5 separate regions of the Mus musculus genome follow, and regions 1, 2, 3 and 4 are each linked to region 5. A link is a contact called in public ChIA-PET and promoter capture Hi-C data. All regions are on one chromosome and are shown on one strand. The core of a region is the stretch at or near the end of the contact, and the rest is flanking DNA. Distances in the headings are between cores, read along the strand shown.

Region 1 (2,700 bases), core at 35-2,534, 340 kb after region 5:
GTTTTGGAGGCGACAGTCATCCCAAGACAAGAACTGGGCCAAGAACTGAAAAGCATCTGCATAGCTGCCCAGGGTACAGTTTCCCTGCTTGAGCTTGCGTATGGCCTTTTTAGCCACGCGTGAGGGGATGGGGCCACAGAATTCCTTACGGATTTCATCCAGGAAGCGCGGGAAGTTGGCATGCAAGGAGCTTCCTTCCTGAGTGACTGAGATAGCCCAGTCTCTCGCTTCCCCTGTGAAAAAGGAGATGAGAAATGCCACCCGTTCCGCGCCCCCAGGGAAGTGATCCTCGTGATCTGCTATGAAAGTCTCTAGCTGCATCAGAAATTCAGCCAGGTACACTGGGTCGCCTGAAAAGGGTTCTATGTCTGGCCGCTCCAGCGGTGGCAAAAGGAACTCAAAGGTTGGCTCCTTTAACATGGGGGAGTGCAGTTCCGGCTGGGACGGGCTGGGTGACAGAGGAGGGTCACTGGACCCGTCGGGGTTGGTATAGTCCTGGACCACATTAATCAAAAGATCATCTGAGACGTACTCGGGATCTGTGCGTGGAGGAGGCCAGCACAGGAAAGGCACCTCCTCCTCCTCCTCTTCCTCCTCCTCAGGAGTGGGATCAGTCTCATTGAGCAGGAACTCAAAGTTCTCCTCGGCAAGGACCGGTACTATGGGCATGGGCCAGCGGATGTAGCTCGAGACATTGCCCCGCAAGGAATTAACCTCGGCCAAGGCTCTTCCGAGCTGCAGGCCCAGCTGGACATTCTCTCCTCGAAGGGCATTTAACTCCTCTCGCAGGGCCACATTCGCCAAGCGGAGGCTATTGAGATTTCCCGCCGCTTCAGACATTGTGACAAGTTCCTGGGGCTTTGAGTGCTGGGCACTTGGGGGTAGGGAGTTATGGGGAGTGCAGGAGGAGGCAGAAATGAGGAGGTGGGCGTGGGAGGAGACCAACGTGCGGCGACAGGGCGACCCGGCGCAAGCGAGCCCGGGCCACACCCACAGGGGCTCGGTCCGGGACGCGTTACCTCGTGGCAGGGGTCGGAGAGAGAGCAGGCAGCAGCTCGGGACCTGGAGGCGGCAGGCGCAGGAGACAGACGAGACGCTGGCAGAGGTGACGCCAACAGAGGCAGGCAGAGTAGGAGGGAAGGGACTGCGGCAGGATCTGTCGAGGAAAAATCTTGCAGACAGCGATCCCTCTCGCCTTTTAAGCTCAGCTACGCGCGCCCCCCGCAGGGGCGGGCCTTCGGGAACCGAGGGAGCCCACTGGCTCCCGCGGCTGCGCTCTCACTCACTCTCTCCTTCCCTAGCTGCAGCTAACTCGGGTCGGGAAAATGCGACAGCGACTGCCCACTCGAGGTCGTCATGGCGACAGCCAGTGAACGTGTTCCTCTCCTCGGGCAGGCCCCCGAGTGTAGAGGAACTGCTTCGCGAGGCGCAGCTCAATCTCCAGAGCCTGTTGCAAGGTACTGCGAGGGTGGGGGGCTGCCTTAGAGGCAGCTGCGCAGCAGGAGGGAGGCAAAGAAGAAATGGGGAGCAGCAAAAGAAAAGAAAACAGTTCCAAACCATCTCTCTTTTCACCTTCCAGACTGATGATGCTAACATTCTGTTTCCAGTGCTGTTGCTCCCTTCCTCCCTCCCTTTTTGGTTCAGTAGTCCATAAAGGGAGAAAGGATACAGGCTGAGACAGGGTAGTGGTCAAGCAATTCACGGAGAAGGAAATGGGAGACTCCCTCAATGGGGACCCACATTCCTTCCAGCCCTCCTGTTATATAGCCCATGCCTTGGGATGCTGGCACCAGAAAACAAAGGGGTTTCTCCTTACCTGGACTTCACACACTCTGCTCTTGTAATAACCTCCCAACCACAATGAGCTCCTCCATATATCTCTCCAAGCTGAGGATGTAGCTTAGTGGTAGCATGTGCAAGGCCCAAGCTTCTATGTCCAGCACCACAAAAAAAAAAAAAAAGCCATCTCTTGTACCTTTGAGTTTCTCTTACTACTTGAGTTTTTCAGAGACACTGGACACAGGGCTGAATTCCCCCAGGAGGTGCCCAATGGATACGAAATGTACAAAATATCTTGTCAGTTCTTATATCTCCGTGCCAGCATATATTAATCCCAGTGCAGAACAGAAAACATCTGATGGGCCTCCCAAGGGGGATACAGTGGAAACCCCCAGCTCCCCGAAAAGGGCAGTAGTGACCTTAGAGAAGCAAGATGCTAAGAGATAATCATGAGCCCTGTGTCCAACAAGGAAGAGCTACCATGCAAGAGGGGGAGGGGAGTGAATGTGCTAGTTTAGCAAAGGTAGAATTAGGACCAGGAAGCAGAAACTCAGAGAGAGGCAGACCTCCACCTCCAGACAAAGAAAAACTTTTCCAACATGCCCAGGGGCCACAGTTCAAAGGGAAGAGTGCTCTTTGGGTATCTGCCCTGAGACTTAAGAGCACCTGGAAGGGCTTCTGAAGAGGGAATCGGAGCAGAGAGCGCAGACATTGCTGCAGAGAATCAGCCCTGAGAGCAGCCTCAGCACCAGATTCAGAGCACACAGAGCCTGGAATGTCCATTCTGACCTCTCACTTTCTGCATGTCATCTAAGCCATGGCTTTGGTCAGGCCCGTTCACATCTTACACATACTTCCGTCATCATGTGTCCATGAACTTGGCTGTCTTCTATGCCACCACCTTCGGTTTCCTGACTTTTA
Region 2 (2,700 bases), core at 151-2,650, 480 kb before region 5:
GATATAATAGTGGTTAACCATACCTTGCATGGTTAAGTGAGCTGTAAGTGAGCTAATTTTGATATGCTGGTTTGAATAAGAATGCCCCCCATAGGCCCACTAGGAAATGGCTTTATTTGAAAGGATTAGAAGGATTAGAAGCCGGTGCACTGTTGAAGAACTTAAACCCAGTCATAATGTCTCCATTTAGAATTTGGAAGTAGCAAGTTACAGAAGTGGAAAGGTGACCATCAGTGTGGCTGAGAAGGTTAGGTAGACCCAGAACAGCCTCTAACCAAATTCAGAGCTTAAGAGTAGGGATCGGGGATTTAGCTCAGTGGTATAGCACTTGCCTAACAAGGGCTAAGGCCCTGGAGTCGGTCCTCAGCTCCAGAAAAAAGACAAAATAACAGAGGTTAAAGGTAGCTAGAGGGTGGAGGTATAGGTGCAGAAAGAGATTAAAAAAAAAAAAAGTTCAGTTGGAGACATGTTGAATGAGAAGCCATTGAAGATCAGAACAAGGAGAAGATCAGTATTTCAGAGGCCTGCATAGCTGACAGAGGAAACTAGCAAGACTGTCTGTGAAATGTACATAGAAAATGGAGAGAGTGCACCATAACCAATGAACACTGTTTGTTGTTACACAAGCTTCCCTCTCAACTCCCCAAGTGAGTGTGTCTTATTTTCTAATCAGATCCCTACTTGTTGATACTCTTTCTGCTTCTTATAAGGGCAATACATTTTCACTTTGCTTTCTTAGTGAAGGATGGGAAAATCTAGCGTCTTTCAAAACGATCTTTTGGGCGACCCCGAAACTCGAGGAAGTGGGTGAAAAGGGAAGGAATGAGGAAAAATATTTTTAAGAAAAGAAAAAGAGTCCGGGACGACCTCTAATCATTAAAGTTCCACCTCCCCACATCCTGCCACGCGCCGCTCTCCTGCGGCCGATATCGGACTCCTGATCGCAAGGTAGGACGGGAGATGTAGTCTTCGAGAACGACCAGGGTGGCACGATTCGAGAACTCAGTTTCCCAAGTGGCTCCTGAGGCGCGTGCGCAGATGGCTGCCCCAGCGAGTGGTAAACAGAGACGTCTGGCGGGGGCTGCTGCTTGGAGCAAAACAAAAGGGAAACCCGGGGGGCGGGGGGTGGGGGGGTCCGATAGGGGATTCAGTTCTGGAGTTGGGGAGGCTGGGGCCGCAAGAACCTTGACCCTCTCAAGAGTGACCTGGAGGGAAGAGGCGAGGGGAGGGAGAGCCAGGGGAGGGACAAGTGACGCCCGGGAGCGGGGCGTGGGGGAGGGCAGCGATCCGGGTGGAGGAAATTTGGGAGGAGTGTCCGGGGGGCAGCAACTTGAAAGGGGGAGGGAACTTCGCTGAGGAGACGTTCGGTGATGGGAGCGCAATGTATGAGGGGATACGGTGCCTCAGGTTTAAAAGAGCAGGAAGCTGAGTGAGAGGGTGCAGAAAGTGCCTTCGCTAGGCGGAGGTTACAGGTGGTGCCTCAGAGCGCTACTCTGAGGCTGCAGCCCGGACTCCGGAGGGGATCGGAGAACGGAGTGAAAGGGACAGTTTAGGAGCTAGAGTCCGGAGACGAGGGAGAAGTTCGTGACTTTCTGAGAACTGGAAAGAATGTGTTTCCCCCCTTGGGGGAGGCATGGTGAGGGACTGTGGCAGGCTCCACTGATCGCTGAGCTGCAGAGGTTCGACCCCACGTATGGATCCAGAGAATAAGAAGTCAGCCACAGGGGCTGCCGCGATCCTAGACCTCGATCCCGACTTCGAACCCCAGAGCCGTCCGCGATCCTGCACCTGGCCCCTTCCTCGACCAGACCTCGCTACGGAGCCACACGAACCGTCCGAGGTGGAGCCCAGTCTGGGACAGAAGGTACCCACGGAGGGACACTCCGAACCGATCCTGTTGCCCTCTCGGCTCCCAGAGCCGGCAGGGGGCCCCCAGCCGGGAATCCTGGGGGCTGTAACAGGTCCTCGGAAGGGAGGCTCCCGCCGGAATGCCTGGGGAAATCAGTCATATGCAGAACTCATCAGCCAGGCCATTGAAAGCGCCCCGGAGAAGCGGCTGACACTCGCCCAGATCTACGAATGGATGGTCCGCACGGTGCCCTACTTCAAGGACAAGGGTGACAGCAACAGCTCGGCAGGATGGAAGGTAAGTATGACTCCCTTACCTTCACGCCATCCACCCTTGGACCCCTCTAGTTACTCTCACTCCGGGGCCCCCCATTACCGCCTTTCCACCCCTTTGGAAAGCCCAAAGATCCACCTTTAATCTTCAGTTAGACAGGCATTTACTTAGTACATAGTATATACCACACTCTGAGCAGCTTGAAGCAGGAGGATCGGAGATGAATAAGACACTGTCCCTGCTCTGAGGAAAATCGAATTCTCTACTCGCTACTCAGCACTTTGGCTTGAGCTGCTCCAAACATTTATTCCCACAGAGAAGTCTTTATCCTATGTACAGCAGGAACTGTGTGGATTCTCCACCGGCACCTAGCCTTCCCTCCTCCCTCCCCTCCCACCCAACACCTTTTGGCCCATTCCTGCGGGATTACTCGGATTCCCTGCTCGCCTCCCAATACCTCAGTGAACAGAACTGTTCTACGATTGCTCTGCCCAAGAGGGAGTGGGCGGTGAAGGGGGGCAAAGTGGTTGGTATCCATGGGGAAAGGTAGCGACCTTGTGCACTAAGGAAAGAGGCCC
Region 3 (2,700 bases), core at 101-2,600, 390 kb after region 5:
ATTCCCACCACTTGAGAGGCAGAAGCAGGAGGACATAGTAAGTTCCAGAACAGTCTAGGCTACTAAGCAAGACCTGGTCTCAAAAAGAGAGACTGAGTGAGAAAGAGAGATCAAGAGCACATTGGGATGCAAATTCAAAAGCTATTCATCTTAAGTAAACGCCCCCAGTTAGTCATCGACTATGAAATTATTTCTCATGATACTCCATAAGCAGATACTTTAACAACACCATCTCGCAGAAGATGGAAACTGAGCCCAAGAGCGTCTTCAAGGTCACAGGACTAGTAGAAGGGGTTTTAAAGCAGGTCATGTGCCTCCAGAATCCAAGCTTTAAATTGCCTTATGCTGTGCTGTCATACAAACTTTGAGCTGGAAGGTGGTGGCACATATCTTAAGCCCCAGCAGTTAGAAGATAGAGGCAGGCAAATCTCTGTGAGTTCCAGGACAGCCAGGGCTACATACAGAGAAACCCTGTATCAAAAGAAAAAAGAAAGGAAGCAAAGAAGGAAGGAAAGAGAAAGGAAGGAAGGAAAAAAGAAAAGAACTCTGGAAAAATACAGAGACATGAATACTATATAGATTGACACGAGTGGTCACATGCTATCCTGCTGAACAGCATTAATGCCTTGTTTGTCTTTTAGGTGCATAGATTATGTTCTCCAGGATATATAACTTTAAAAAATCACATTCTACATCTTGGTCTATAATCTTCCTTAAGGCTATTTCTGTACACACAGCTTATAATCGTTATTTTAAAATTAATTTAGGCTGCTTCCAATGTTTCTCCATGACAGACTTCTGCCTGTCACAGGCAATGGGATGATAGGCTTTAAAAAAAAAATTCCATCTTTTGTACCCCATCAACTACTGCTGCAAAAATATAAACAAACAAGTAAGTAAGAAAAGCCATTAGGGAGTGCAGGTCTGTGTCAGTCGGAGAGAGGACGGAAGAAGGCCATTATCTAAACTCCCTCTGCTGTCCCTTTGTCTAGAATCCCCAAAGCAAAAGCCCACGCCAAAGAACTGCAGTGGCCTGAGGCTCGCACTGCGCATGCACAAAAAAGTGGGCGGGGCGAGAGAGAGCAAAGAACAAGTGCAAATGAGGGCAAGTAAAAGCTTTGAAGAACAGAATAGAGGCTGCGCTTTCTCGTCTCTGGGCAACCTTTGTTCCCGCCTCCCCGTAAGGCTTCGGCTTCTCATTGGTCTAACATCTCTAGCTCCTATAGGTCAAAGAACCAAAGGACTGGGTCTGTTCCAAGCTATGCCTGATTCTGGAACCGCAGCAGAAATAGTTGATTGTGACGCTGCTTTCAGGCATTGCGGAGGACATACCTGTGGGGCCTGAGGGGTCCTTTTGCTAGCACCGGAACAGTTGCCGGAGAGTTCATCCGCCAGCTTAAGAGATGCCGCCGAAGGGGAAAAGTGGTTCTGGAAAAGGAGGGAAAGGTAGACCTGCCGAGACAGTCATGGAGCGAGCGTAGGGGTGGATGGGGAGAAGGACAGGAGTAGACCTGCAGCTGTGTGGGGTGGGGGAGGGAGGTGATCATAAGCCGGACAGCAGGGCCACCGGGAGCACCCTGAGCCGCTGTGGTTTATGTTTGGGCTTCTTGTGGTAAGGAAAGATCAGTGCGTGAGGAGCTGCTGTGGTTCAGGGTATCCATGAGGTTTCAGTGCAGGGACCCTCGTGGCGGGCAATAGAAGCTGCTGGGGATGGTTCCTCGTGACCTGGGGTTTATTCCCACTAAAATTGAATCTGATGAAACGCCAGCAATAAAAGGAAGCCTACACTAGTGATCAATCTAGTCCATCTAGGCCTCTTAACAACTAACAGGACGTACCTCCCCCCCCCTCCCCTCCCCTACACACACACATGAGGAGGGACTCGCTTCTTGAAGACCGTTGTTGGGGACAACATTGTGCTTTCAGGCTAGAAAACTAAGACAACTCTTATTCATCGCTGGACAATGTGGGGAAGATAGTAGCCTCTAAGTACTGTGCCGAATGTAGTTGTGAGAGTTATGTTATAGAAGGTGGAAAGAGGGTAAAGAAACAAACTGGAGATACTTTGGGCAGGCTGAGATAAGCAGCAGCAATAGGGTAAAGAGTCCTCAACCCGGAGAGGCCAGCCCCAAAGGCAGTTTAGTATAGCATCGCTGAAGTAAAACTTCAAAACAAATAAGCAAGTTGGGGAAATTAAAACAGAAGAAAACTAAATCATGAGGTGTGCTGTATATGGTGTTAATTAAGGTTGGTTAGGGGCCAGGAGGTCCTTTAAAGAGATGATTTCAAGCCGGGCAGCGGTAGCGCACACCTTTAATCCTAGCACTTGGGGAGGCAGAGGCAGGTGGATTTCTGAGTTCGAGGCCAGCCTGGTCTACAGAGTGAGTTCCAGGACAGCCAGGGCTACACAGAGAAACCCTGTCTTAAAAACAAACAAACAAACAGAGAGGGGAGAGTAGTGAGGGAGAGAGAGAGAGAGAGAGAGAGAGATGATTTCAGTAGTTCTGGTAAGAGAGAGAGTTGGCCTGAACTAAGATTGTGGTTGTAGGAACCCAGAGAAGAGACAAATAAATGGAGTGTAGTAGAGTGATACCCCAGAGGTCCAAGGAACCAAGATGTTGTAAAGAAAGGTCTGAGAAATGGGTGAGGCACTGCAGAGACATGCCACAGCAGTGGGAGGCTGAGGAGGACCTGAGTGTG
Region 4 (2,700 bases), core at 189-2,688, 300 kb before region 5:
ATACCTTGCTACTCACTGTGTAGTCCAGGGTGGCCTTCTGGGCAAGGAGGCTCCTTTTTCAGCCTCCTGAGTACAGAAGTTAAAGGCTTAATCATTTCTGTTTGATTGTGACAGTCATACGTAGTAAACAGCTGTCATAATTGGATAGTGGATATAGGAGATCAGTAGTAGGGCTGAAACTTCATACTGAAGGGCATTATCTGATCTTGATCCCCCCCATTTTCTTTTTTCATAATAATGTGCTATCTTATCTCAAAGAATTTGGGAACCATTGGGATAAATATACCCACTATAGTAAGTTGTAGCCATATGTTGATGCACACGCACACGCAAACGGGGTGGATTGGGTAGAATATAGCTAGTCTCTACTACTGTATTGAATGGTGCCACAGAACCTTCCCAACATTGTAAGAGGCTTATTAGACAGCACAGTTCCATATCATTGTATCCCCATACAAGGTATAGGTAATGCCTATTGAGATAATCTGCCATCAGGAGTATGAATTAATTACTGAGGATTAACTACTGGTGCCTATCTATTGAACCTTGTAATCCTTGGTTAACCGCCTGGGAGAGCTAGGCATTATGGAATAACGAAGGTTATTATTACCTGATAGGCCTCCTATGGGATAAAGAGTAGGTCTGATGTGAAGACCTCCAACATACTGGTTCAGGCACCGCCGACCAACCTGTTGAGTCTCTCTGCGATGGGAACCTTAGTCTGTTTGGCCTATCGGGTTCTCTGGTTACTATGGAAATGGTGCTAGTCACAGTTCTGGGTAATCACTGAGCTTAAAGTGTCAAAATCGTTTGCCCTCCTGCCTGTTTCTACAATCATGTCCATTTCAGTTACACTTCCCAAACATACCCAGCACTGAGAAAGGAAACTAAAACTGTATAGGGTGTCAGGGTAGACGCTTTGAGGAAGTGTGGAAAAAAAGAAACATGGCGGGGCACATTTTTTTTTTTCAGTAGCAAACGGCTAGCTCTACCACATAGAATACAATGACATTGTTAGTCTTAATTTTGCACAGGCGCAGTGCATAAATTCTCAGCACACGCCTACGTGCACATTTTCCCCCCTTTTCGCTCCGATCTTCCTCTCGCACAAGTTCTCTTCTCTCCTCCTCCCACCGCTAGGTTTTCAGTCCTTCCGTAGGGCCGGGTGAGCCTCTCCTTCCGACCCCCTACCTTCCACTGCTGGCTCCCCCTCCCCCTTCCTTTTCCGTCTTGTGCTCGGCGCCTCTAGTGCATGCGCATAAGCTACGAAGCCTCGCTCTTTGTCCCCATCTGTCGTTCACACGAACCCAAGGCTTTGACAGTCGGTAGCCAATAAACGTTAAGAAATGGCGGACTAATGAGACTTTCTCGGGAGATAAACTTTGACTGGCAGTTCACATAGCCAATCGGGAATCCAAAATTGACCCCCCCCCCCCTCGGGAGGTACCGAGCTCCGTCGGCTCGTTTCCGGCGGTCGCGCGCTCTTTTCTCGGGACGGTGGAGGCCGTGCAGCGTCGCCCATACTCCGAGCAAAGAACTGTGGCCAGAGGGTGAGTTTGGGGATGGCTCTTTGGTTGCTTAGGGATGCGGTGGGGCTTCCTGCGACACTCTGGAAAGGGAGGGGTTGGGGCGAGGCCGAGTTTGCACACGGGCTATGGGTTCCGAAGGCCCGGGAGGCCTTTCCCCCTCCGCACAAGGCCTTCGCAGCCCACCCATGGGGGCCAGAGCGCTCCCTGCTCCCCGCCGCGGGCATTAGCCAATGCTTTTCTTGCTTCCTTGCCCAGACTCTTTGTGCTGCTCACCCCCAATTTTAGTGGCCCTAAGTTGTTGGCTTCTTGAACGCCCTGGGCCACAGGGTGTGGGGTCTATTATACTAAGGCCCTGAAGTCGAGGTTAGAGGAGGAGGCGCTTTGCTTTGTCGGATGCTCCTCCCTAGCCTTTCAAGGCCATTAATTCCTAGAGGGCCTGTGGGGCCCCTGGAGCTATGGATTTTTTGTTGTTGTTGTTTTGTTATTTGAAACGAAAGTGGGAAGTTTGCTAGTTCAGACCCCTTGGCTTTTGGTGCTAAGTTCATGAAACACCCTCCACCCCACCCTTGCACGCGCGCGCGCGCGCGCCTTTTTTCCGAACCCCTTGCTCCTTAAGCTTTTCCTAGGCATTTGTAGGCATCGCTTTTCTAAATTAAAAAAAAATGTTGCTTTCTGTGGCATTACTTTCGAGTATTTTTCACTTTGCGGACGTCTTACTGTAAGCTGACACCTTTCTTTGTGTTTTTAACAGCAGTCGAGGTTAGTGAGGACTGCGAGGCAGACACTTTGCTGTGTTCAAATCCAAGTCAAGGTAGGTGCAGGAGGTAGGGTCATCAGGTAAAGTGCAGGATGCTTAACTAATACAGATTTTACAGATGAGAAATTAATTTGGGGGGCACTTTTCATGTTATTTAAGCTAAACCGTTTTTAGAATCTGAAACTAAAATGTGACTGAGTGGTGTGGGTTTTTTTTTTTGTTGTTGTTTTGTTTTTATAACCCCTAATTATGGCTGTTCTAATAGGGGTTAGTGCTTAAATTTATGTTTGTCCACTTCATTGTTTTTTAAATAAAAAGTCCTAAGAAACTCAGCCGCCTTTACCGTGATTGTATTCTACAGCTTTAACAGTCGCCCACCAGGCAACCATATCAGCCTAGCAAGTTCACACTGGA
Region 5 (2,700 bases), core at 192-2,691:
CCCACTGGACAGCAGCATCCACTGCCCACAATGGAAGAGTTAACACCAGCAGAACATCGGCTACAGCCAGGTGGAGCAGGAAGGTGTCCGTGCTGCTCAGGGCAGTGCGCTGACTCAGTAGCACAGCAGCCACCGCCCCATTGCCTAGCAGCCCCAGCAAGAAGAGGAGGCTGTAGAGGGCTGGCAGGAAGGTTCTGTCAAAGTTCAGGCTGAAATCCTGTGGGCAGGGCGGGGAGTCAGAGAAGTCGCTCTCGTTTTCCCCATAATCGTAGGGAGAGGTGCTGTTTTCCAGAAGAAAGGCAAAGTCCGAGGCATCTAGCACTTGACGTTCACTAACCTGCCCGAGGAAGGGGGAGAGAGGGAAGGGAGGCCATTCTCTGTAAAGACCCAGCAACTGGCTTTGCCCCTTTGTGCCCTGTCATTTATTCTGGTGAGTGTTTGTTTCCCTTAGCAATAGCCAGACCCTGAGCTGACTCTTTCTCTCCGGGGACCACATCTCCTTAACTCCATCTACTCAGACTGGGAAGGTGACCCCCCCTTTTCAAAGGCTGGTAACCCCCCGGCCCCCCCCCCCCCAGACCCTTTCTGGATTATCATCCAGGACAGGGATTCTCTGCCGGAAGAGGAACTTCCTTCCAGGGTCTGGAGCCTTCCATTCTTTCCCTTCCTCTTTACGCTTGGTGATTTGTCAGCCTTGCTGCTATGGCCACCCCTGCCTGGATCAACCACTGGCCTCCCCAGGTGCTTCCTTACTCTATCTTCTAGTCCCTGGCCCTCCTTTTCCCTCCTCAGCCCTTATCTGGTGACCCTGACTTCCTGGTCTCACATAAGGATTTTCTACAAACCACTGTGCACCCCTACACACACCGTACATGCCTCTCTTCCCCTACCCAGAGGCAGTGGGTACCCACTGAGCTTCCCACCCAAGCCCTAATTGGTCTTCCCAAGATGGCCAGGCTGATTTCAAACTCTTGGGCTCAGATGAGCTTTCTGCCTCTGCCTCCCAAGTAGCTCAGACAATGGGGGCATACCACTTCCACTTCAGCTCTACACCTTATCCCAAACTATCTGAGAACTAGAGATCACCGAAGTTGAGTTTCTACAGCTTGACATTTTCAGATGAGGCATCCAAGCCACAGAGGCAGGAGACAGGCCTGTGGTTAGTGGCCAGGCTGGGTTTCCCAATCCACCAATGCTCTTATTATCAGAACCTCTGCATTCGATGCTGCTCACTCAGCCCGCTGGTGCCTCTTGGCTGTGGGCCAGCCCACGCTTGTCCCTGGTATCCGAGCTCGGCCACTTGGCCGCTGTATTGTAGCTGAGCTGGGCAGCAGAACTTACCTCAAGGTACATGGCTTGGCTGGTGCTCCGGCTGTGGCTGCTGGGGTCAGGTCTCGTGCTGCCTGCTTCTCTGCCTTTGGCACTTGTGGTTGGGAACTTGCAGTGAACAGAGGAAGTGAAGATTTCACGGCTCAGCACAGCCTCTTCCAAAGGGTAATCTATACCAGCCCTCCGCAGAGGGCTTTTCTGTCTTTTCTGCCACGCCTGTGGTCAGGTGAATACACTTAGAAGGGGCTAGCCAGGAACTTGGGACTGTTACAAAGCCTGCAGTTCTTGTCTTACTCAATATCATTCATAAACAACTAAGTGAGTCTAGGAGCAGGCAGGAAGTGTGATCTGATGGCAGTGACTGCAGGAGGGAAGCTCAACTGAAGGGACCTTCTCCTTAGCAAGTACTGGGATTGGAGTCTCACTGGGACTGTGTTAGAGTGGGCTGTGGTGTGGCTACTGCTATCATAACTGCATGAGTAGGGAGGACATTTCCAAGAGATGCCTGCCACCTCTTGTCTTTTCTCATTTGGGCATGGTTGAATCAGACCTGGCATTGATGTATATATATATATATATATATATATATATATATGAATGAAATCACGATGGGATTATAATGAGCCCAAAGTCATCTGGAATGTCCATTTAATGTCCAGATCAGATGGAACTATTCAGGAGCACGCTCAGGGGCTGGGAAATGCTTGATACCTCAGTGATCGGCAGGTGGGCATGTGTGGCGCAGACAAGCAGTGCAGCTGATAGGGCAACAGGCTATCAGGAATGTTGGAGTTCCATCTGGTGAGAAAGCAAAAAACCTGGGACCCAGGGAAGGGTCTGGGGTGGCTGTCTGGGGGAAGGTTCTTTGAGGAAAGGTCTGAAGCCACACAGTGGGGAAGTAGAGGGCAGCCCTGTTACCAGGTGCACGGACTGCTTCTGAATCACACCTAGACTGTGTGCTGGTCTGTCCCAGGGTGGTGCCTGCTTTTACAGACCCATCTCAAAGTCGGTGGTCTGAAAAGGACGCCAGCACTCTTAAAATTGGGTTTGGGTTCTTTCTGAGATAGCCTCATTCTGTAGCCCAACCTGGCTTTGAACTCTCAGTGACCTTCCTGGCTCAGCCTCACGAGAGCCGAGAGCCGGGATGATTGGAGTGCACCATTGTGAACAGCATGTGGCAGGAGGGTGGGGCAGTCCACTCTCTTGTAAATAGACAAACTGATGTATTCATCCAGCTAAACACAAGTGGAGAGCCACATATTTTTCATGAGGCTGAATGCAGAGGAGCTTATGCCCATGTGGTAGAAGAGGCAAGTAACAGACTATTGTATGTACTTTGGTACTACCCATGCACATGTAGAAAGTGCCATA

What was found. ChIA-PET counts read pairs in DNA pulled down with a chosen protein or histone mark. Capture Hi-C pulls out chosen DNA fragments and counts their contacts.
Region 1: a promoter capture Hi-C map of adipose tissue shows a contact between it and region 5. The contact joins the promoter of Rtl5 here to the promoter of Cxcr3 in region 5. A contact is called at or near these places in 3 of 39 promoter capture datasets (embryonic stem cells, liver and trophoblast stem cells), 1 of 115 datasets of contacts at active chromatin or transcription factors (memory CD8 T cells) and 1 of 9 other capture datasets (adipose tissue).
Region 2: an RNA polymerase II ChIA-PET map of memory CD8 T cells shows a contact between it and region 5, with 113 read pairs. The contact joins the promoter of Foxo4 here to the promoter of Cxcr3 in region 5. A contact is called at or near these places in 1 of 39 promoter capture datasets (neural stem cells) and 1 of 115 datasets of contacts at active chromatin or transcription factors (memory CD8 T cells).
Region 3: an RNA polymerase II ChIA-PET map of memory CD8 T cells shows a contact between it and region 5, with 14 read pairs. The contact joins the promoter of Pin4 here to the promoter of Cxcr3 in region 5. A contact is called at or near these places in 3 of 39 promoter capture datasets (embryonic stem cells and stem cell-derived epiblast-like cells) and 1 of 115 datasets of contacts at active chromatin or transcription factors (memory CD8 T cells).
Region 4: an RNA polymerase II ChIA-PET map of memory CD8 T cells shows a contact between it and region 5, with 68 read pairs. The contact joins the promoter of Nono here to the promoter of Cxcr3 in region 5. A contact is called at or near these places in 2 of 115 datasets of contacts at active chromatin or transcription factors (effector CD8 T cells and memory CD8 T cells) and 1 of 9 other capture datasets (liver).

The regions. Positions count from the first base shown.
Region 1 is chrX:102,070,023-102,072,722 of GRCm38.p6, forward strand. It overlaps Rtl5 (retrotransposon Gag like 5), which reads right to left and starts at 1,285. Exons shown (of 2, transcript NM_001278534.1): 1 at 1-1,285. The coding sequence starts at 840. It overlaps Nhsl2 (NHS-like 2), which reads left to right. Exons shown (of 8, transcript NM_001163610.1): 2 at 1,302-1,457.
Region 2 is chrX:101,253,128-101,255,827 of GRCm38.p6, forward strand. Foxo4 (forkhead box O4) reads left to right here and starts at 1,401. Exons shown (of 3, transcript NM_018789.2): 1 at 1,401-2,146. The coding sequence starts at 1,694.
Region 3 is chrX:102,118,119-102,120,818 of GRCm38.p6, forward strand. It overlaps Pin4 (protein (peptidyl-prolyl cis/trans isomerase) NIMA-interacting, 4 (parvulin)), which reads left to right and starts at 1,351. Exons shown (of 4, transcript NM_027181.2): 1 at 1,351-1,446. The coding sequence starts at 1,404.
Region 4 is chrX:101,428,213-101,430,912 of GRCm38.p6, forward strand. Nono (non-POU-domain-containing, octamer binding protein) reads left to right here and starts at 1,439. Exons shown (of 12, transcript NM_023144.2): 1 at 1,439-1,550; 2 at 2,281-2,340.
Region 5 is chrX:101,732,706-101,735,405 of GRCm38.p6, forward strand. It overlaps Cxcr3 (chemokine (C-X-C motif) receptor 3), which reads right to left and starts at 1,442. Exons shown (of 2, transcript NM_009910.3): 1 at 1,342-1,442; 2 at 1-337. The coding sequence starts at 1,353.